2 separate regions of the Rattus norvegicus genome follow, and region 2 is linked to region 1. A link is a contact called in public Hi-C data. All regions are on one chromosome and are shown on one strand. The core of a region is the stretch at or near the end of the contact, and the rest is flanking DNA. Distances in the headings are between cores, read along the strand shown. Region 1 has its middle 9.4 kb from the start of Mir21. Region 2 overlaps Vmp1 (vacuole membrane protein 1).

Region 1 (5,734 bases), core at 1,692-4,191:
AATAAGTTCAAGGTTGTCTTTAGCTGCATAGGAAGTCAAGGACGACCCTGGAATGCATGAGACCTTGTGTGTGTGTGGGAGCCAAGGGGAGGGATTTCCTAGTCCCTGCAGAAGGAAATAAAAAATTTCCCTATTAACTCCTTCTACCTTTTGTTACAGCGCCTGACTCACTAGACTTCAGTCCCCATTCTTTAGACTGTTTCCATGTGGGTGTTAACATCCTTAAGTAAATTATTTCCCTTAGCCACAGCCTTGAGTGTCTGAAGTCTCGGTCCCTTGAGAAGCTGAGACAGAAAAGGGCCTGTCTTGAGCTAGGAGTTCAAGGCCAGTCTGGGCAATAGAGCAGAAGATGTCAGGCATGGCGGTGGTACACACACGTCTCTGATTCCAGCACAAGGGGCAGAAGTAGGTGGATCATTGTGAGTTTGAAGCCAGCCTGGTTTACATAGCAGTTCAGAGCTACACAGTAGGACTTCGTCTCAAGAACAAACAAGGGGACGGGGTAGGGATAGAGCTCAATTGTTAAAGAGTGTTTGCCTAACAAGCAGGAAGCCCTGGTTTCCCTAACAGCACATAAACTAGACAGGGTAACAAACACTTGTGATCCCAGAGGGCTCAGTTGATAAAAGCGCTTTATGTTTGTCCCCACCTGTGTCATTGCACCATGTGTGTGCCTGATGCCAAGGAGGCCAGAAGACGGCATTAGATCCCCTGGCACTGGGGCTATAGAAGACTGAGCCTCCGTGTGGTTGCTGGGACTTCAACTCCAGTCCACTGGAAGGGCAGCCAGTGCTCTTAACTGCCGAGCCACCTCTGCAGCCAACACTCTGCCTTAAAAAAAAAAACAAAAAACAAAACAAAACAAAGCTGGGGGTAATGGTGCCCCTTTGTCTCCAAACAAAAGTCCAAGGGGAGGGAGAAGGGCTCAGTGAGGAAAGGCATTTGCTGTACAAGCCTGATGACCTGGGTTCAATCCCCAGAGCCTACCCTACATGCAGGACGGAAAGAACCAACTCTCTGGCTTCCACACACAAACAGCCGCATAAGTAAATAAATGAAATTAAAAAAAAAATAGATGTCTAAAAGTATCCAGTATTGATCTCTAGCCTGCACATACGCATGTACACACACACACACACACACACACACACACACACACACACACACACACACACACCTGAGAAACAAACCCAGGAGGACCTGGCACAGGCTAAGCAAGTCTGCACCTTCGACTTCTCCTCAGTCCTTGTATTATATTTTTCTGGAATTTGAGGCCTTGGGGGCTTTCTGTTTGCATGCGTGTGTGAGAGAGTAAAAGGTATAACAGTAATGGGCTCATGAAACCCAATGTCAGTGTTCGGATAGGACTGGGAGTGTTACTAGGTGGTGAATGCTTGCAAACTATGCATGACGTTCTGGGTTCGGTTCCCAACACACACACTCCTGACTCCCAGTTTCTTGCTCTTGGGGACCTGAGCAAAGGAAGGGGCAGGCTCTGTGTGACCTGTCTCGTCGTCTTCAGGAGTGTTCCTTCCTTGTGTCTGTCTTGTCTTTTTATTATTACTTTTGAGATGGCATCAGTATGTACCTTGGCTTGCCTGGGGCTCCCTGTGTAGAGAAGGCTGGCCACAAACTCAGATGTGCTTTTCTCTACTTTCAGAGTGCTGGGGTTAAAGGTGTGTGCTGCCACTCCTGGCTGAACTTCTCATGGTTTTAAACAGGTCTTCAATTGCATATATGTGTGTGTGTACATATGTCAATTGCATATGTGTGTATGGGTACATGCATACATGTGTGCATATATGCATAAAATGGCTCCAGAAACATCATTAATTTTTGTTTGAATTTTTTTTCTTTTCTTTTCTTTCTTTCTTTCTTTTTTTTTTTTTTTTTTTTGGAGCTGGGGACCAAACCCAGGGCCTTGCGCTTCCTAGGCAAGCACTCTCTACCACTGAGCCAAATCCCCAACCCCTGAATTTTTTTTTTTAATTTTTAAAAATTACATATGAGTGTTTTGCCTGCCTGTTGTCTGAGCCCTCAGAGGCCAGCGTCTCAGATGCCCTGGGACTAGAGTTACAGATGACTGAGCTGCTGTGTAAATGCTTAAGAATGTGACGAGGGCCCCTGGGAAGGGCCAGTGCTTTCAGCCGCTGACCTTTCTCTCCAGCCCTCCAGTTCTTAAATTACTTACTTATGCGTGGAGGTCAAGGGACAGTTCACAGGGTTCATTTCTTTTCTTCCACCATGTAGGTTGAGGGGACGGAACTCGGGTGTTAAGGCTTGGCAGCATGACCTTACCTGCTGAAATGCATTACTACTCTGTTTGGGTTTTCAGATATGATCTCATGTCCCAGCCTGGCCTGGAATTCTCTATGTAGCCAAGATGACCCTGAACTTCTGATCCTCCTGCATCTGCCTCCAGAGTGCTGGGACGCAGGTGTAAACTCCTGTGCCCGCTTTATGTGCTGTTTGGGTATTGAACCTAGGTTTTCAAGCATGGAAGGCACGCGCTCCACCATTTTATCCACATTTCAGCCACGGGGTTTTGTTTTGTTCTGATTTGTTATTAAGTATAGGAATTCACGTAGCACAGGCTGAACCTGATCTTGCTCTGTAGCTGAGGCTGGTCTTGAACTTCTGATCGCCCTGCCTTCACTTCCCGAGTGCTGGACTAGTGACGTGCAGCCCCAACTGAGAATGCTCTTTAGTTCTTCATGAGGCTGGAGAGAGCTCGGCAGTAGAGGCACTTGCTGCCAGTCCTGAGGACCGTAACAGGTTCCACCGTGTCCCAGTCACTTGACAACTGTACCTTTCTTCTGATGCTAGTGACCTAAGTCCATCTGTTTAGTAAACGTGGCGTCTCTTGTGGGCCAGGCACAAGCTTGGCAGCACAGAGTGTACCAAGTGGTGAACCTCTTCCTGGCAGGGGCCGGGTTAGACTCATTTCTGTAATACCCTCTCAGCACGCTGCCTTTCCTCACAGGTGCGCTGTGGGTTTCAGCTGGGTACAGCTCACATTCTGCCCTTTCATACGGATCTCCTAAGTCCAGTCGAAGTAATGGCCTTTTTCCCCCCAAAATGAAATTTCCATATATTGTCTTATGCCTTTTTTTAATTTTTAATTTTTTTTGAAACAGGGTTTCTCTGTGGGCTGGCTATCTGGAGCTTTTCTGTAGATGTGGGTGGCTTGCCTCTGCCTCCCGAGTGCTGTGGTTAAAGAGTGCGCCACCACAGCCCGTAACCTCTCACCTAGTAACGAAGGTTTGTTCACACGTAACAATTCCCAGGACTTTGCTCTAGAACAACTATTTCCCACGTATCTCGTGTAAAATCTAATTCAGAAGCGTATGTCTAATTTAAATTTTAAGGAGAAATAGACAAAGTTAATATTACTAGCCTACTATCTATATAGTCACAATAATTAAATGATTAATAATCGACCTTTAATTCCAGCACTTGGGAAGCAGAGGCAGATCTCTGAGTTTGAGGCCAGCTTGGTCTACAGAGTGGTTCTAGGACAGCCAGGGCTACATTTTATTCATGTAGTCCTTTTGCCTTGTACCACTGGGGATCAAGTCCTGGGCCTTGTAGACACTAGCCACTGAGCTACATTACCATTGCCATATTGTCTTGAAAGTCTGCTGTGCATTCTACGTTCATAGCACTAACCACCTATGGCCGATGGTCCTGTTTTTGGACGACATGGATACAGAATCTTTGAATTTTTGTGTACCACTTCAATACTTAAATCCAAGTAGAACAAGAAGCCATAGAAACATCAGCTACGATGACTTCACTGGAGGAGAGAAACTGTGACACAGCAGCATACACGCTAAGTGGATACGTCATCTGAATCTTTAAAATATTTTAAAGCCATTTCTTGGTTTCTGTTTTATTTTGTTTTAACATTTATTTTATGTATGTGAGTACACCGTAGCTGTCCTCAGACACACCAGAAGAGGTGATCGGGTCTCATTACAGATGGTTGTGAGCCACCTGGTGGTTGCTGGGATTTCACTTCAGGACCTGTGGAGGAGCAGCCTCTGCTGAGCCATCTCTCCAGCCCCCTCGCTCTGTTTTAGACTTGTTTAGAGTCTTGACTGTAGAGCCCAGGTGTCCTCTTCCTTCTCCATGTTCCTGTCCTCACTCTCCTGAGGCTCTTTTTTTTAAAACTATTCTTATAACCTAGTCATAGAATTTGCCATTAGGTTAAAGCCTAATTCAAAACCAGGCAGAGTGGTACACACTTTAGGTCCCAGCACTCGGGAAGCAGAGGCAGGTGGATGTTGGTAATTTTTTGAGGCCAGCCATGGCTACTTAGTAGGCCCCTGTCTGAAAAACAAAACAAAAAGCAAATTATTTTTGAAATGCTGAAGCCCTATGTTTGGTGTGGGGGCGGGGAGGGGCATTACCCCTCTCTCCTCTCTCTCTGTCTCTCTCTCTGTCTCTTTCCTCTCTCTGTCTCTCTCTGTGTCTCTCTCCTCTCTCTTTCTGTCTCTGTCTCTCTCTCTCTATCTCTGTGTCTCTCTCCTCTCTCTTCCTGTCTCTGTCTCTGTGTCTCTCCCTCTGTCTCTCTCTCTCTCTGTGTGTCTCTCTCTGTCTCTCTCTGTCTCTCTGTGTCTCTCTCTGTCTCTCTCTCTCTCTCTGTTTCCATAGCTTGAATTTTTCTTACGCGTTGAACTGCAGTTTCCCAGAAACTAGAACTTGTGCAAGCATTCCTGCTTGTGGAAGTGGAGTTATCTGTTATTAAAGCTAACCTCGCATCTTCCAAGACATTTCAGGGTTTTGGAGCAGGAAATTATTAAATAAAAATTTAAACTGGTTTTTTTTTTTTTTGCCATTCACATTCCTAAACACCACCCCCAAAAATTATTGATGGGGGATGAAGGTGCCTTTTAAGTTAGTCTTAAAAAACGACAAGACGGCTGATAAAACCATATTTGGTAAGAAGATGGCAGAAGAAGAGAGGGTGTATTGCCAAACGTGGACTCCTGGGGAGGAAGAGTGGGAGAGAGACATATGGAGCATGTTTTAAAACAAAACGCTGGACGAGAATCCTAGCGAGTGATAAACATGGTGGTCAGAAGAGGAATCGTTGGTATGCGTGCTGCAAAGCCGTCCCGGGCCAGAGCAGACATTGCAACATTCAAAGCCCAGACCAGCAATCCCTACTGTTCTTTCTGGAACGACATTCTTTCCCATTTAATGGGGGTGGGGGTGGGGGTGGGGTTGTGTATATAAACAGTCAAAGGCCGTAATTAGGAAGCCAGAATCATAGCTTCATACGACCAAGGAAACCCTGCATTGTAAGCATCCCCCTGCAGGACTGATCCAGCATCCATAACTCCTTGCTGGATGCCTAACAAGCATCAACACAGAATGAGTGAATGAACTGGCTGAGGGCAGGGAGTCTGAGTAGTGGGGGAAATGAAAGACTTTACAAATGATGGAACCGCCATGGCTGCGGGGACGGGGAGACCAAGGCTGGAAGGGGCAGGGTGCAGGGTGGGACGAGTTAAAGGAAAAGGCTCTCGGAAGAGGGCAAATAGAGAAAGGAAGTGAAAAGTCCTGCCGACCAATCTGCCCACACCACACCCCCTGCCCGTATCCGCAGCCGGAGTTAATGGGCGGTTTGTGCGGTCCAGGCTGGCCCACCGGCCCGCGCCTCCTGAAGGCTTGAGATTACAGGTGTGTGCCGCCACGCTTGGCTTCAAAATTGCATTTCAAATGTTTT
Region 2 (5,734 bases), core at 1,124-3,623, 62 kb before region 1:
TGCTGTCCAGACGTAACATTAAACCTAACATTTCTTTTTTTTTTTTAAAGATTTATTTTATTCATATGAGTACACTATAGCTGTCTTCAGACACACCAGAACAGAGCATCAGATCCCATTACAGATGGTTGTGAGCCACCATGTGGTTGCTGGGAATTGAACTCAGGACCTTAACCACTCTTAAGTGCTCTTAACTACTGAGCCATCTCTTCAGCCCTAACCTAACATTTCTTGACTATATGCTGCTTGTGAATCTACTTGGCAGAATGTTATTTTAAATATTTCCCCTTCCCTGGACCTTTGAATAAAATTATCAGACCAAGGAGATACTGTGCTTCTCACTTGGTTCTCATTTTTTGTGTACATTAAATTCTTCTGGTAATAGTTAAAAGGATTGCTAGTCTTTCTTTTTTGCTTTGTTATTTTTAATACTGGGGGAGCATTTGTCTTTCTCTTACAGTAGAAGAAACCTCCCTTCTCTCTCTCTCTTTTTTTTTTTCTTTCTTTTTTTTTTTTTTTTTTTGGAGCTGGGGACCGAACCCAGGGCCTTGCACTTGCTAGGCAAGAGCTCTACCACTGAGCTAAATCCCCAACCCCTGAAACCTCCCTTCTCTCCTTTTTTTTTTTTTTTAAAGATTTATTTATTTTATGTATGAGTACCCCATAGCTGTTTTCAGATACACCAGAAGAGGGCATCGGATCCCATTACAGATGGTTGTGAGCCACTATGTGGTTGCTGGGAATTGAACTCAGGACCACTGGAAGAGCAGTCAGTGTTCTTAACCACTGAGTCATCTCTCCAGGCCCCCTTCTCTCCTTTTAATTAGGTCTCGATTAATATGGTTTTTTATTTTTATTTTATTTTTTTTTAATCTGAAGCCCATCCTTTCTCTCTTTTTTTTTTTTTAAACACACAATTTAAGATTTATTTATTTATATATGAGTACACTGCTGCTGTCCTCAGACAGACCAGAAGAGGGCACCAGGTCTCATTACAGATGGTTGTGAGCCACTATGTGGTTGCTGGGATTTGAACTCAGGACCTCTGGAAGAGCAGTCAGTGCTCTTAACCACTGAGCCATCTCTCCAGCCCTCATTTTTATTTTTTAAGATTTATTTATTATTAGTGCGTGTGTGCTTTGTTGCATGTCCATTTGCACCAGAAGAGGACATCAGATCCTGCTATTGTAAGCTGCCATGTAGGTGCTAGGACTTGAACTCACAACCTCATTTCTCTTAATCTCTAAGCTATCCCTCCAGCCTGTGTTTTTATTTATAAATAATTATAAAGAGTTTTTGGGACCAGTAAATGGCTCACTTGCCATCAAGCTCATTGGTCTGAATTTGATCCCCAGAACCCAAATCCTACATAAATTAAAAGTAATAAATCTTTTTGAAAGAAATTAGAAAACAGTCATCATTATTATTATTAGTGAGGAAAGGTCTAATGTCCCAGACTGGCCTGGCACTCACAATGTGTCCAAGGATGGCTTTGAATGTCTGGTCCTCCTGTCTCTTACTAGGCATATACCAGTTTATGCCATGGTAGGGATCAAACCTAGGGCTTCAGACATGCTAGGCTAGTGAGCCCTTCTCTACATAAGCTAAGCCTTAGCCTTATAAAATGACCTTTGAGAGCTATGGAGACCCGAGTCCTCGGGGCCTTATTTGGGATAAGGAACTCTGTATGTAGAGTGTGGCATGTTTTGAGAACTTGCCTGGATGAGTATATTTCAATTTTTTTTTTTGTATAGTAGTTGAATACTGACATGATTTCCATCCTTTCATGAAAAATGTGAAGAATTAAACTACAGAAATCAGTGTGATCGATTAAGACCTGACGTGGCTCTTGATTTATTTTCACGTCCTTACTAGCTTTGAGGGAATTTGTCACAAGTTTGAATCGGATGATTGCTTTCAGAATTGTCGACCTTCGACCTCACATTTGACCTTCCAGAAGTTCACATTTTAACTAAAATGTTGTAATTAACTTTTCTCTTTCAATCATGGAAAAGTTAAGCTTTGCACATTGGCAGATGTGTAGCTAATGAGATTTATCTGAGGTGTGATTTATCTAAAACACAGATTTAGATAAATCTGAGGTTAGATTTATCTAAAAGTTTTCCAGAAGTGTAGAAAGAAATCAACTGAACTTAATGTACTTTTACCAAATTTCAACTAATGTTTATGTTCACCTGTCTTGGCTGATTCTGTTATCTTGGAGCAAACTCCACACATTTTATAACTTTTTTTTTAAACAAAACAAAACAGACCAAAAACAAAGAAAACCTCATTGATTAAAAGAGCTCGTCAAATAGTTTCTTTCCCTGGTCTGATTTTGCTGGCTTAACTCTGGTTTGTGTGGGTTGAGCCTGCTCCTCTGTTCCCTGTTTCCTGAGGGTTGATTCCTTGAGACACTTGAAGTTTGCAGGCTTCCTGGGGTTTTTTTAGTTTTTTATTGAGACAGGGTTTTGTTATGTAGCTCTGACCATCTGTAACTCATTCTGTAGACCAGGCTGTCTGGGAACTCATAGAGATCCACCTGCCTCTGCATGGGATTTAAGAAAACTCTTTTTTTCTTTTTTCTTCCCCCCCCCCCGCCCCCCCAGAGCTGAGGACTGAACCCAGGGCCTTTACTACTGAGCTAAATTCCCAACCCCTATCTGTATGGGGTTTAAAGATGTGCTCCACCTTGCCAGGTGTAGTTTGTTTTAAACAGGAATGGCTTTGTGTATTTCTGTCACAAGGTAAAACAATGTCTTCTTTGTGACATTAACACCAGTTATGATAATCCATTATTTATTAGTATTTATAAAGTAGAATAGTAATTAGTGTTCCAAGTATATAATTTTTCTTTCATCATTAGTTAAAATACCCTTTCTCATCTGAGACTGTGTCTTCTCTGCTGTTCAGGTTGTCCTCAAACTCCTGTACCCTTTTCAAGCTCCTCAGGAGCAGGGCTTGCAGTCATGAACCTCATAGAAAGATTTCCTCATCACCAATTTGGTTGCTGAGATTTAGTTCATATATGAAAATAGGAGTAAATATTTGACCCTTTGTACTTTAAAATTTAATGACTTGTTTATTGTCCTTCAGAGTTGACCAACATTAACTTTTTTTGTTTCTTTTTCTGTCTATACTCCTGGCCTTGCTTCTTCTTCCTCTCTGCTTCTCTCTTCTACAACACAGATTTACTTTGGAGTACTTAAACATGTTCTTTTTCAGAGTTCTTATTTCATACGTGGAAAATACATTTATATTTGGAGACTATTGGTTCTACATACTGAAGACCCAAAATGTTTAGATTTGATAATGTCCTTCAAGGATTCTTTTTAAACCAGACGGGCCTCAAAGTCACAGCCCTCTGCTGGGATTAGAGGAGTGTTATCAGCACACCTGGCTCTCTGCCTTTTTAAAAGTCTTTATCATAATTTAATCGTATGTCTATGTGTGGATATGTGAACGTGTCAGTACAGAGGCCACAGAGGCCAGAATGTGTCAGGTCCCTGGAACTCAAGTTGTGGGCGATTGTGAGCTGCCCATGTGGCTGCTGGGAACTAAACTTGGGTCCTCTACAAGAACTGTATGCACTTTTAACCTCTGAGCCATTTCTCCAGGGTCTTCAAGGAATCGTTTCAAGGCTTTTAGAGATAGCAAGCTGAAAGAGTTGAGTTTGCTTTGTGTACTCACACACCCTTCCATTCAGTGCAAGGAGAGGTGGGGGGGTCAAAGGGAAGGTTTCTCCTGAGACTGTCTCTATCATATTATGGCCTACTTGGTATTTAAGCCACTTAAGTCTAAACCAAGTTCCTGATTCTAAACTTTGTTTTTATCTTTTTGTCCTGACTGATTAAGGAAAATCAACAACAACAAACCCTTCTCTTCAAAAACAAATCTACAAAGTGACTGAAATATGAATCACTCTGAGAAAATGAGACACTTTTAAATTTTATCATAACAATCACCCATCCTGTGGTTTGGGGGATTTAGCTCAGTGGTAGAGCGCTTGCCTAGCAAGTGCAAGGCCCTGGGTTCGGTCCCCAGCTCCGGGAAAAAAAAAAAGACAAAATAAAAAAACAGTCACCCATCCTGATAAACTGAGATTTTGGGGGGCAACTTGATGGTGATTTTTAAGACTTTATTTTTAAAAGAAAAGAAGGAAGGAAGAGAAAAAAGACTGTTCTGAGATTAAAACGTGAAATGCCCTAGAGTTATACTGGTGACTTTCAGTGCTTGTGTGGAGAGTTTTGCTTTGTTTTTAGTTTTTGAGAGATTGTACTTTATAGCTCAAGCTATCAAAGGAACTCAAACTTCTGATCTTCCTGCCTGTGGCTTCCAAATGACAGGAATAAAGGTGATGGGAGCATGAAGGAAAACACCAGTGCCTGAGGAGAAAGGCTGTCTGGAGCCTGTATACGTGCCAAGGAGGCTCTCACAGTCACTTATAATCTTCTCTCGGTCAGACCAGGGCTGGGATTCAGACTCTGAACCGCACAGCACATGTATCCATTACATCTCAAAATGCTTTTGGAGACGTGGGAAAATATAATCTGATCTATTGTGTCACTGCTGAAGACTGAACTTCATAGTGAGTATTTTCTTTTTCACACAGGGCATTGGGACAGCAATTGGGGAGCTGCCTCCATATTTCATGGCCAGGGCAGCTCGCCTCTCAGGTGCTGAACCAGATGATGAAGAGTATCAGGAATTTGAAGAAATGCTGGAACACGCAGAGACTGCACAAGTAAGAACAAAATGGGGAGGTGGAGCTCTAATCCCCGACTCACGGTTATTAAGTAGAGGGTTAGTAGTTCTTCGAGAAAGAAAACTGCCTACATGAAAACAAAGGCAAATGTGACTTGGGATAGGATATGCAGAAATAGTGAAGGAAAAAATGATGGATAGGGACTGGGGATAGAGGTTCCTGATGCAGTCAACATTTGAACAGCGTTCTTGGGACCCTGGGTCCTGTCCCTAGTTCTTCGAGGAGGTTGAAAAGCCTAAACATACTCTTTCTCAGTGGGTTTTTTTCAAACAAACTAGTAGCAAGAAGAAGCTTCTTTTTTCTTCCTAGGAACTGATAAATGTCACCTTTCTTTTTTCTTCAAAAAAGAGTTGTGTGTGTGTGTGTGTGTGTGTGTGTGTGTGTGTGTGTGTGTGTGTGTGTGTGTGTTAGTGCGCGCACTTTCATGGGAATGTGCACACACACACACAAGTTCTTTTTGTGTGTTACTAGGTGCGTTTTGTTTATTTCGTGAGATACAGTATAGTTTTGTGGCCTAAGATGACCTTGATCTCATAAGGATTGCAGGAGTACAGTGCTTCAGCCAGCTCTGGCTGTCTCTGTGGCCGTTTCCTCCTTGAGAACAGCCTTGAGGGGCTTCATCCTCATGGGAAAACAACGCTTAAGGACTAGGATGTTGGCTGAGAGAATGTAACATCGTGTAATGTTCTGTAATATATGTGAGAGTGGAAAACTAGTAAAGCTTGTGTCAGCATAAGTGATAGTATTACTTTCTTTATAGAGATTTAACAATTCAGATTAGTCTTTCTTACCTTTGAATGTTCTAGAGAGGATCATCAAAATGAGCAGAGTTATCGAGATTAGTAAAAGCCTAAATCCCAGACTTGTGGTAATTGATTAAGGCTTTTTTTTTTCTTTTTAGCCTGAGATAACCTGTGTGCCAATCTCAGTGTTATGGGATGGTTGTTCATAGGAAAATGCCTCCAAGCA

What was found. A called contact is a pair of places that touch in the nucleus more often than the background predicts.
Region 2: a Hi-C map of liver shows a contact between it and region 1, with 11 times the contacts expected there. The contact joins two enhancer-like sites. A contact is called at or near these places in 5 of 12 Hi-C or Micro-C datasets (hepatocytes, kidney, liver and 1 more).

The regions. Positions count from the first base shown.
Region 1 is chr10:71,890,453-71,896,186 of GRCr8, reverse strand. No RefSeq gene overlaps it. Among named protein-coding and RNA genes, the nearest start is that of Mir21, 9.4 kb to the left of the region's middle. Within about 2 kb of position 2,941, at least 15 of the 93 cell types and tissues checked have an H3K27ac peak or open chromatin away from gene starts, as enhancers often do. A contact at or near this core is called in liver, where this site is marked.
Region 2 is chr10:71,951,695-71,957,428 of GRCr8, reverse strand. Vmp1 (vacuole membrane protein 1) reads left to right here. Exons shown (of 12, transcript NM_138839.2): 7 at 4,613-4,744. Among named protein-coding and RNA genes, the nearest start is that of Vmp1, 48 kb to the left of the region's middle. Within about 2 kb of position 2,373, at least 1 of the 93 cell types and tissues checked has an H3K27ac peak or open chromatin away from gene starts, as enhancers often do. A contact at or near this core is called in liver, where this site is marked.